Linked DNA regions of Mus musculus: region 1 is linked to region 2. Evidence: chromatin contacts called from public promoter capture Hi-C data. All regions are on one chromosome and are shown on one strand. Each heading gives the region's core, a stretch centred on a gene start, on an enhancer-like site or on the middle of the called end of the contact. The rest is flanking DNA. Distances are from core to core; before and after follow the strand shown.

Region 1 (4,654 bases), core at 989-3,488, 790 kb after region 2:
ACAAACAAACAAGTTTAATTTGGTTTATGGTTTCAGAGAATTAGAGTTCATGATAACAAAAAGAGGGAACATCTGGGAGCTCACATCTTAATCCACAGCAGAGAGACACTGAGAGAACAATGGGAATTGCCCGGGTCTTTGGAAACCTCAAAGTCCACTTGAACATCATTCTTCATCCTCTAAGATGGGGACCCAGAGAGAATAAAAGGGAAAAGTGAGAAAGCCCCCTGAGCACCAGCAGTTCTTTTTCTGATTCCCATCAGCTGTGATACGAAAGGCTCTTCTCAGCTACACAGTCCCCACCAAAATTCACTGACATCTCTAAACCGGGAGCCTAATCGATCCTTCCTCTTCAAGTTACTTCTGTAGATCTACTGTCCTAATGACGTGAGAAGTAACATACAGATGTAACGGTAGACCATCTGTCCCAATGATGACGTGAGAAGTAACATACAGATGTACTGGAGGCAGGTATGCTCACTGACTTCTCACGCTGCTATCCATGTATACAATCAGACGAGGAAAAACTGAAAAGTGTTTTTGCACATGGGATGGAAATGAGTATTTCTAGCCCTCCATTCTCCCTCCACTTCTGACAGATGATAGTACATCTTAAAAGAACTTTTTCTTGGGACTGGAGAGAAAGCTCAGCAGTCAAAGACTTCAGCACCAGCTTGAGAACTAACAGAAAAGGAAGTGAGGCCAAGGCCAACAAGCGACACCGGGGCCGTACCTTGTGATGACATGCAAGAACTGTGGTGTGAGCACGGCTTGTTGAGACTTCTCAGGATACCAATAGACTGACATTAATTCAACAGACTTCACAACCATGTACAGATAGCCCACATGAGGTAACGAGAAGAAACAGAAGAGATTTGGCATCTCTTTTTTCGGCGATAAATCATTTTCATCAGGATGAAAACCTGCATTGGAAAAATTCAAGAATGACATGCTATGAAGCCAGTAAATAAAAGAATCAATATCAAGACTTTCCTATGCAGACAGACTATACTGTATCATACAATGACCAGAGGTGCTCAGGGGGAGGAGACAGTAAGAAATGTTGTTATGAGGAGGAGGTACTTAGGAAAGCACCATTTTGCAAGAACTAACAGAAAGTCACACTCATCAGTGGTTATTAATTTTGGAGTGTCCACCAGGGACCACAAGCTTTCCCAGAGATAGCAAAACTACTTGCACAAGAAACAATAATAATATCCTGATTAAGCATGAGTCTACATCAACATGGTCAATAAAAACATAATTATTCCACAACTGGAACTTAAAGTTCTCTACTGTTTCCAAAAACGAAAAGAAATAGAAAAATCTTAATAATATTGCTCAGCAATCCAAGTATATCAAAAGCACTGCCATTTCAACATTCAAGAAACAAAAAACTAAGATTTTTTTATTTTTATACTAAACATTCAAAATCTAGTGTATGGCTTACACTTATAGTATATATCAGTTTCAATTAGGTATATTTCAAATGCTTAAGTCTTCTTCCTCCTTCTATGATCCCCATGGATATGAAAAGTCCAGTTCTGTACTGTTCACAACTATCCCAAAGCCAACTACATTTTTTCCTTCTTTCCAGGACATATCTGAGCTCTGGCTAAACAGAACTAGCCACTAATCTCTAAGCACAAGATAATGTTACAGCTTACATATGTTGGTTCCTCTTATGCAACACCTTGCAAAATTCTTCATCTTCTAAAATGTCTACATACCCCATCCTGGACTCAGCTCAAATATAAGCCACACATCTACAGTCCTTTAGCCTTTCAATAAATACTCCCAAGGTACCCACTGCATGCAGTACTGTTGTTGATGTTCTGCCAATTCCCAAAACAAGGTGAATTCTTTCAAAGAGCCCTCACATTCTAATGATGGGGATTGAGACAGGGAACAAAGTCCTAAGTGGAGAAGAGAGATTTTAAATAGAGAGAGCACAGGGCCTAAACTTAAGCTCAGAAGTTAAGAACTCTTGATGCTCTTCAGAGGGCCTGAGTTCAGTTCCCAGCTCCCAAGTTGGGTGTCTCACAACAACCTGTAACGTCTTCACTGGCCTCTGCCAGCAACACACATGCCAAGCCCACACTCAGACAGACAGACAGACACACATACACACACACAATAAAAATAAAAGTGAGTCAAAGTGAGAGAACCAAGGGAAGTCCTCTGTGGTACGGTGATATTTGAGCTGTGCTCTCAAAGATGTGACTATACCACTCATGCAGTAGCTGAAGCACGCACATTCTAGGCCTCGGTGGAAGGAATTGTAGGTTTTACAGGAAAGGAAACTTGGCTAGAGAACAGTAAGCAGGTCGGGGTGAGACAAATGAACGCAGAGTTAGCTAAGTCACACTGGCCCTGGACGATTAGGGCTTTTTATTCCAACTGTATGGGTAGTTCACTGAATGAAAGAGCTGACACGCTGACTAGCTTTGAGCTCTATGTCCACCCTTGTACCACACACACCCATTTTTTTCTCCACTCTCTCTGGTCTTGGCTCTTTCAGTTCCTCAAATACAGACTCTTTGCTCATGAGAGAACTTTGTGGGTTCCTCTATTTGGAACACTCTCTTCCCCTTCCTCCACCCTACAGATCCAGTCTCAGGAAGCAGCCTTTCTAGACCCAAGAAAAAGTCAGGGGGTTGTTGAAGTTGGGGCCTTATTCTTCCTCTCAGCCCCACGCTCCCAGAAATGAGACACAGACTCAAAATATATTTACAATACCTTGGCCATATGTCTAGGCTCTTCTCTGACTAGAATCATGACTTAAGATAACCCATTTACTTTAACCTACATTCCGTCACGTGGCTAGTTCTCTGTGCTCAGGTACCATGCATCTGTCTCCTTTCCAGCATCCCCTTCCAGAATTTTTTTTTCCTTCTAGATGCCCCACCTGTATTTCCTGCCTAAGCCAGAGGCTTGTTAATTTCAGGCGATGCATCCATACATTATGTAAGCTATTCTCTCTACAGGGGGTCTTTGCTACAGGCTTGTATACCAGGGCTCATTTCCCATAGAGCACTATTTCAGTGTTGTTAGTACGTGATGGGTATCTGCTTTCACAGTTAGGTAATTAGGTACAAGCATGTTGCCTGCTTTCTCTCAGTACTCAGCACAAGTGTAGCTATTCAATAAGCATCTACTTAAATGTTATAAATACATGCGGCTACAACAATATCTTCCCAGAAAACATCTGAAGATGCTGAACGGGCCATGAGCAAGTGCAGCGCTCATCAGATTTCTGGTGAACACTTAAGGACACTGGTGCCAAAGTTCAAAACAGTCCAATTAAGTCAGAATTAGAGTCCCCACCATATTTTTTTTTTTTTTGTTAATGACAAAGTCTTATGGAGCCCATGCTAGCCTAGAACTCACTGTGTAGTCAGAGGATGACCTTGCACTTCCGGCCCTCCCTTCTCTGTCTCCCACGTGATAGGATTACAAGTGCATACCGCCACAAACCTCTGTTTGTTCAGTGCTAGGAATGAAGCTTTATTCCTGCTAAAAAAAAAAAAAAAAAGCACCTGACCAACTTCACTACATCTCGCATTATATTTTTAAGTGTCCAGGAATGCAGTATGCAGCAGGATTGAAAAGTAGCATTCTGAATGAGTTTCCACTCAAACCGTGCTTTTCTACCTCGCTTACAAGGTCATCCTAAGAAAATGTGTCAAATACTCAGCTGGAACTAGACAGACCTCTACTCCAATAGTGCTCACAGATTTCCTTCTCTGGGTCTATAGACAATTTCAAAAGAAAAAAGAAATGAGGTTTTCTGGTCACATCCTCCTAATGGTTTCACTTCTCCTAGCCAATATGACTTTCCTTTCCTCAGGAAGATTCAGCAGAAAAAACAAAAACAAAACCCAACCTACTGTCTCCACACAGGTCTTTCTTCCAGCCCAGGCCTTGCAAACCTCTCTACCCTGCCGCTCAGCTATACTTACCACTTTGGTGAATGGGTAGCAGCTGAAGGGAATGTAACTTGATGTTATCAGACAAGACATAGGACGAAATATCTGGAGCAAAACGTCTGTGGGTTGAAGAAGAGACAGGGAAGAGATCTAATTTCCAGAGATTTTTAAGCTGGCATGAAAAAGCTAAAAGCTCGTGAATGAAAAGGAACTCTCATACCTATACAATAGATGCCGAACACGTAAATATTTTACTTTTTCATCTTCTAATCCTGTGGACTCCAGTTTAACAGATATCCCAGACTGTTCACATTTTTCACCAATGAGTTCCATGGGTTTTAGACAGATAACAAAATCTTCTGACTCAAGTTGTGAAGTTTCATTACTGACACCTTAAAAAATAAAATTTAAGAATTTACCCACTAAAGCGCTACCATCTTCCAGACTGAACATTAGACATATATGTCCTAGCTGTGTCTATATTGCTATGACAGAACATTGACCAAAGGCAACTTAGGGAGGATCACAATTTACTTCAGTTTACAATTCTCAGATCACACTCCATCACTGGGGAAGTTAGGGCAGGAACTCAGGGATGGAGTTGATTCAGAGGCCATAGAGGAGGGCTGCTTACTGCCTTCTTCCCAGTGGTTTCAGTCAGCCTGCTTTCTTATACAACCCAGGACTCCCTGCTCTGGAGCGCCACCATCCTCAATGGGCTAGGC
Region 2 (4,814 bases), core at 1,886-4,385:
TAGACTCAATACAGGACAAATATGCTATATTAACAGTTAAATTGACTATTTTAAAGGGATTTAATCTCATAATTTACTGCATCACAGATAACAGTAACATGCATGTGATTCTAGTTATCCTCTGAACTCTATGATATTGGTAAATATGAAAAAGAAAAACTAATCTCTCAGTAAGAATTTATAATATTTAAAAGGGCTAATAAAGAATGAACTAACAACTCATCAAACCACTGTCAACAGAACCCATCGATGGATACATGTAACAACTTGCAGAGAACGTCATGAAGGCAGGGGAAGGCCACAAAGAAGATTTTTAAATATAATATTGTTTATTATTGTGTATTGAAACAAACATGCATGATGGGAGCACATATGCCATGGTGTATGTGTGTGTGTGTGTGTAAAAAGTCAAAGGACAACCTTGGGGAATCAGTTCTCCCACCTTTCTTGGGAATTGAACTTAGTTCAGCAAATGAAGACACTTCCTGCAAAAGCCTCATGACCTATCTTGCTGGACCATAAGGATTCTTTTACAGACAAAGACACACACGTATATATGCAGGTATGCATGCCATGGTACACATGTTGGAAGTTGGAGGACAGCTTGCAAAAGTCATTCTTGCTTCCTAGCATGTAGTCCAGAACAGCAAACTCATGTGTGCTGCTTTGGTTGCAAAGGCATCTTGCCAGCCCCAAGATTCTTTTAAAAGGTGACTTGGCATATCATCACCATATGGAAAGTAGTAAGTATAACCTTAAATTGGATGCCAGTGAGTCAGGCATGGTGGCACAGATCTTTAATCTCAGTATCTGGGAGGGAGAGGCAGGAAGAGCTCTGTGAGTTTGAGACCAGCCTAGACTACATACTGAGTTCCAGGATCATCAGGACTATAAAGACATTCTCACAAGGTCTGAAAAAAAAAAAAAAAAAGCAGGAGGAACAGAAAGAAGAGAAAGAGGGGGAGGATGAAGAAGAGGAGGATGATGAGAAGAATGAAGAGGAGGATGAGGAGGAAGAAGATGATGATGAAGAGGAAAAGAAGGAGGAAGATGAGGATGAGGAATAGGACAGTGAGGAAGAACAGGAGGAGGAAGAAGAAGAAGAGAAGGGGGAAGAGGAGGAGGAAGAAGAGGAGAAAGGAAGAAGAAGAAGAGAAGGGGAAGAGGAGGAGGAAGAAGAGGAGAAAGGAAGAAGGAAGAAGTAGGAAGGGAAAAGGGAGAAGGGAAAAGGAAGGGAGGAGGGAGGAAGGAAGAGGGAGGAGGAGAAGAAAAAGAAGGGAAGAAAAGAAACAGTATTTAGAGTAAAACTGCCACAATGAACCAACCCCCCCCCCCCAAAAAAAAAATACAGACCAGCTAAGATGTAGTGACTCTCCATGAGAGCTTGAGTGGAAACACAGGCTGGCCACTCTCCTCTCCATGAACCAGAGGTGGTCAGGAGCAACAGGCACAATCCTGTTCACATCCCTCTAACAGAAATGTCAGACAGCAACTGTTCTCCTCCTGGGAGCAGATGAGATGAGGTATACCGGTTCTGGGGCAAACCAACTCAGCTCTGTCCCCTCCTGCCTGTTTTCTCCCCTGTACTACCAAGAGGGTACCAGAGTAAAACTATAAAGAACCACTGGGTCAATAAGCAAGCAGGGGCAACTATGAACTTGGATATGGTAAACACAAATCATGTATAATTTTAGTTCTAAAAGGAAACCATTTCAACTACATAATGCAAGTTGAAGAACAGTTTTTTTCCTGCCCATTTGTTCAATTACATTTCTTCAAGTAGAAAATCTCTGTGGTTTCCAGGGGCTATAGTTAGCTTCCTATAAAAGCAAAGGTGGGTAGCTAACAATAGGTGGTTTTATCTAGGACCAAGTAATTGGGCCACCTTCTCCACAAAGCCAGTTCAAACAGGGTGGTCTACGGAAAGCAACTGTGGCTGACATAGAATACAGACACACTCACTAGCTTTCATCCTAAGACCCTGACTAACAGGTTGTGCACTTTTTAAAAATCAAATTTAGAAAAGAGCAACTATATTAAGGAATGGCAGGCATCCTAGCAGCCCAAGAATAGACTATGAGCTATCAGTTTATATAAGGCTAGTCTTTAAAAATGTTATGGCTGGTGTTGTTTCATCTATATTTATCTTATGATAATAACTGAAGTTATGTTTGTGTTGAGTTAGAAAAGAAAAATTTCACAAATCTTGAAGGAGGTGGGCATCTAATAATTCACTGCTTGTATTAAAAAAAAAAGAAAGAAAAAGAGAAAGAACAATCCCCACAAGGCCTAGAGGAAGGTAAATTGCCTTTTCGTTAGGGCACCATGGCTAGATGCAGCCAGCGAGAGGCAGAGAGAGCAACAGGACACAAAGCACCCAAGGGTAAAAGATAGCGACAGGGGAAGAGCAGTGATGCCTGGCGCTGTTCCGACACAGGCAAACCTTAAGGTCCCCACCACCTTGCCCTTCAGGCTCATCTACTTCCTGTCTGCAGTGCAGAGATAAGCAGGGCAGGTAGAGCCCTTCTCGAGAAAGTAACAGTGACACCCAAACAACCACAGCAGTGCTGGGGAAGGTGGCAGCGGTCACTGGGTAAGGTACTTGTATCTACAAGCTCAACAAACTGAGTTGGAACCCTGCAATCCATAGACAGGAAAGAGAACCCACAACAGCATGCTATCCTCTGGCTTCCACATGTGTATTGTGGGCATGTGCATACACACCTCCATAAATAAACACATTTCTAGAAGAAAAGAAAAGCAGGTAACTTTAAAGTCAAGCAGGGGACACATTACTCCGTCCCTAGCAACAGAAAAACTGAATTCTTTGTGTAATTCTATTAAAAACCTACTTTGGCAAAGGGGCAAAGACAGGTAAGTATCACCAAGAATCTGTCAAATATGTTATTCTTAAAAAAAAAAAAGTTTCCAAATAGAACCCAGTTTTGATTATAAAGAGAATTAAAAAAAAAAAAAGCAATATCAACCCCACATAAAAGCTGGGCTCAGCTGGGGCAGGAGAGCTTAGAATGACCTATGTAACATTTCTCCAAACCTCTCTTAACTGTCACAGAGTCTGACGATACGCTCTTCTCCAGCGTGGGGAGGCAGTGCCAAAGGCAGGCTGTGGAACCACGCTAATCCTCTGCAGCAGGTAAGAAAAAAGGCTCGGGGCCAGCACACTCAAGAAAGCAAGCAGCTTGGGGGAGCAGGCCTTTGGGAAAAATCTAACTACATGGAAAACTGCGTCAGAAGATGCCACTGTAAACAGTCACACGCTGAAGAAACTGAGAAGAGAAAATGAAGACTGCAGTGAGACTCAGGCTGAGTTATTAAAAACGGCAGTAATAACTGCCAACTGGTCCAGTCATGATGAAGTGATTACTGTCAAGACTAATAGTAAAAACAAAAATTGTGAAATGATTTCTGTTGTTTTTTTGAAAAGTGACTAACAAAGACAAAATGCTGGCACAGGGTCACAGTCCAAGTGAATGACAGCAAGGACAGAGCACACTAAAGCTTCAACATAGGCGAATGACCACAGAAACTCGAGTATTGTCAAATGCTTCACTTACCATTTGTTAGTCTATCAAACAGAAAGATATCAAAATTCCAATTTCCAACTTTTTCCAGCATACACTGAAATGAAAACCAAACATTTCTACTGTAATTTAATCTCAGTAAGACCCACTTTCGGCAGATAGACCATAGCAACGTTCATGGAAACGACCAAGTGGCTGACTGGCTTTGAGAGACGCCGAGATCATTTACCTTCGTTCACGTTCTGTTCTAGGTTTGTGGGCAGGGTTGCACTGTACAGCCCTGTCTACAGCTCACGGCAATTCTCTTGCTTCAGCCTCCCAAGAATGGGGCGTACCAGAGTGTGCCACCACACTCTGCTCTCAGCCTCTTCTTAGTTATGACTCTTTCCACTGGCTCAAATATTCTCTAGAGAAATAAATTCCACTTGAGAACAAATTCTTTTGTTTTTCAGTTAATCATAGAGAGGTCAGGTCAGTCTTCCACCCTGTTCCTATGGCCTACAAATTTAGGAGAATTCTGAAACAATTCACCATCAAATAGTCCATGTGCTGCAGTCTTAAATCAGATTTTAAAAGTCTGGCAGCGAGTTCTACTGGGTACCTGGTGAGCAGGCGAGGCACTCAAGCCTCACCGACTCCTGGGAACAGGCAGTAAGTACCATGGCTCAGCTGTAGCAGAAAGCTGTCATGGTGACTGAAGAGTCCAAGGTCAGGGACTTGGAGAGCACAGTAAACCCACACCACACTGTCACTCAAGTATTTGCTGTTCAGGGTTGTTTGTTTGTTTGTTTTGCTATTTTGGGACAGGGTCTTTCTACATAGCTCTGGCTGTCCTCGAACACAGAGATCTTTCTCCCTCTACCTCCTGGGTGCTGGGAGATTAAAGGCATGCATGGCTTGCTAACCATTTCTTTCTTTTCTTTTGCTGAATTCTGGGGTATTTATTGACAATCTTTAAATATCATTCAAACCTAGCAGTAAAGCAGTCAGCTCTGAGGATGATACACACTGTAGACAACAAACACATCCAAAGTCCACGGCACAGAAGTGTGCGCTTTTAAAGTAAAGGTTTTTATTTTGTATCCCTAAGTTTGCTGTGGTATAAGATGAAGAATTAAACACCACAAGTAATATTAGTGTGACACTTGTGAAGGTTGAAAGCACAGTGTCAGGAACCAGCAATAACACACAGGTCAACACTCTAACCGCGACAGCAGGTCAACAGTTCCCACTGACTGATCTACTAAGCAGGGAATGATTCTTTTCTTTATA

The links. Promoter capture Hi-C pulls out the DNA fragments that hold promoters and counts their contacts.
Region 1: a promoter capture Hi-C map of the HPC-7 cell line shows a contact between it and region 2. The contact joins two enhancer-like sites. A contact is called at or near these places in 9 of 39 promoter capture datasets (the 3T3-L1 cell line, the C10 cell line, the HPC-7 cell line and 4 more) and 2 of 115 datasets of contacts at active chromatin or transcription factors (bone marrow-derived macrophages and kidney).

Annotation. Positions count from the first base shown.
Region 1 is chr3:20,024,998-20,029,651 of GRCm38.p6, forward strand. It overlaps Hps3 (HPS3, biogenesis of lysosomal organelles complex 2 subunit 1), which reads right to left. Exons shown (of 17, transcript NM_080634.4): 3 at 4,150-4,321; 4 at 3,963-4,048; 5 at 734-923. Among named protein-coding and RNA genes, the nearest start is that of Hps3, 8.0 kb to the right of the region's middle. Within about 2 kb of position 2,239, at least 90 of the 459 cell types and tissues checked have an H3K27ac peak or open chromatin away from gene starts, as enhancers often do. A contact at or near this core is called in the HPC-7 cell line, where this site is marked.
Region 2 is chr3:19,237,571-19,242,384 of GRCm38.p6, forward strand. Pde7a (phosphodiesterase 7A) reads right to left here. Exons shown (of 13, transcript NM_001122759.2): 5 at 3,576-3,639. Among named protein-coding and RNA genes, the nearest start is that of Mtfr1, 52 kb to the left of the region's middle. Within about 2 kb of position 3,136, at least 53 of the 459 cell types and tissues checked have an H3K27ac peak or open chromatin away from gene starts, as enhancers often do. A contact at or near this core is called in the HPC-7 cell line, where this site is marked.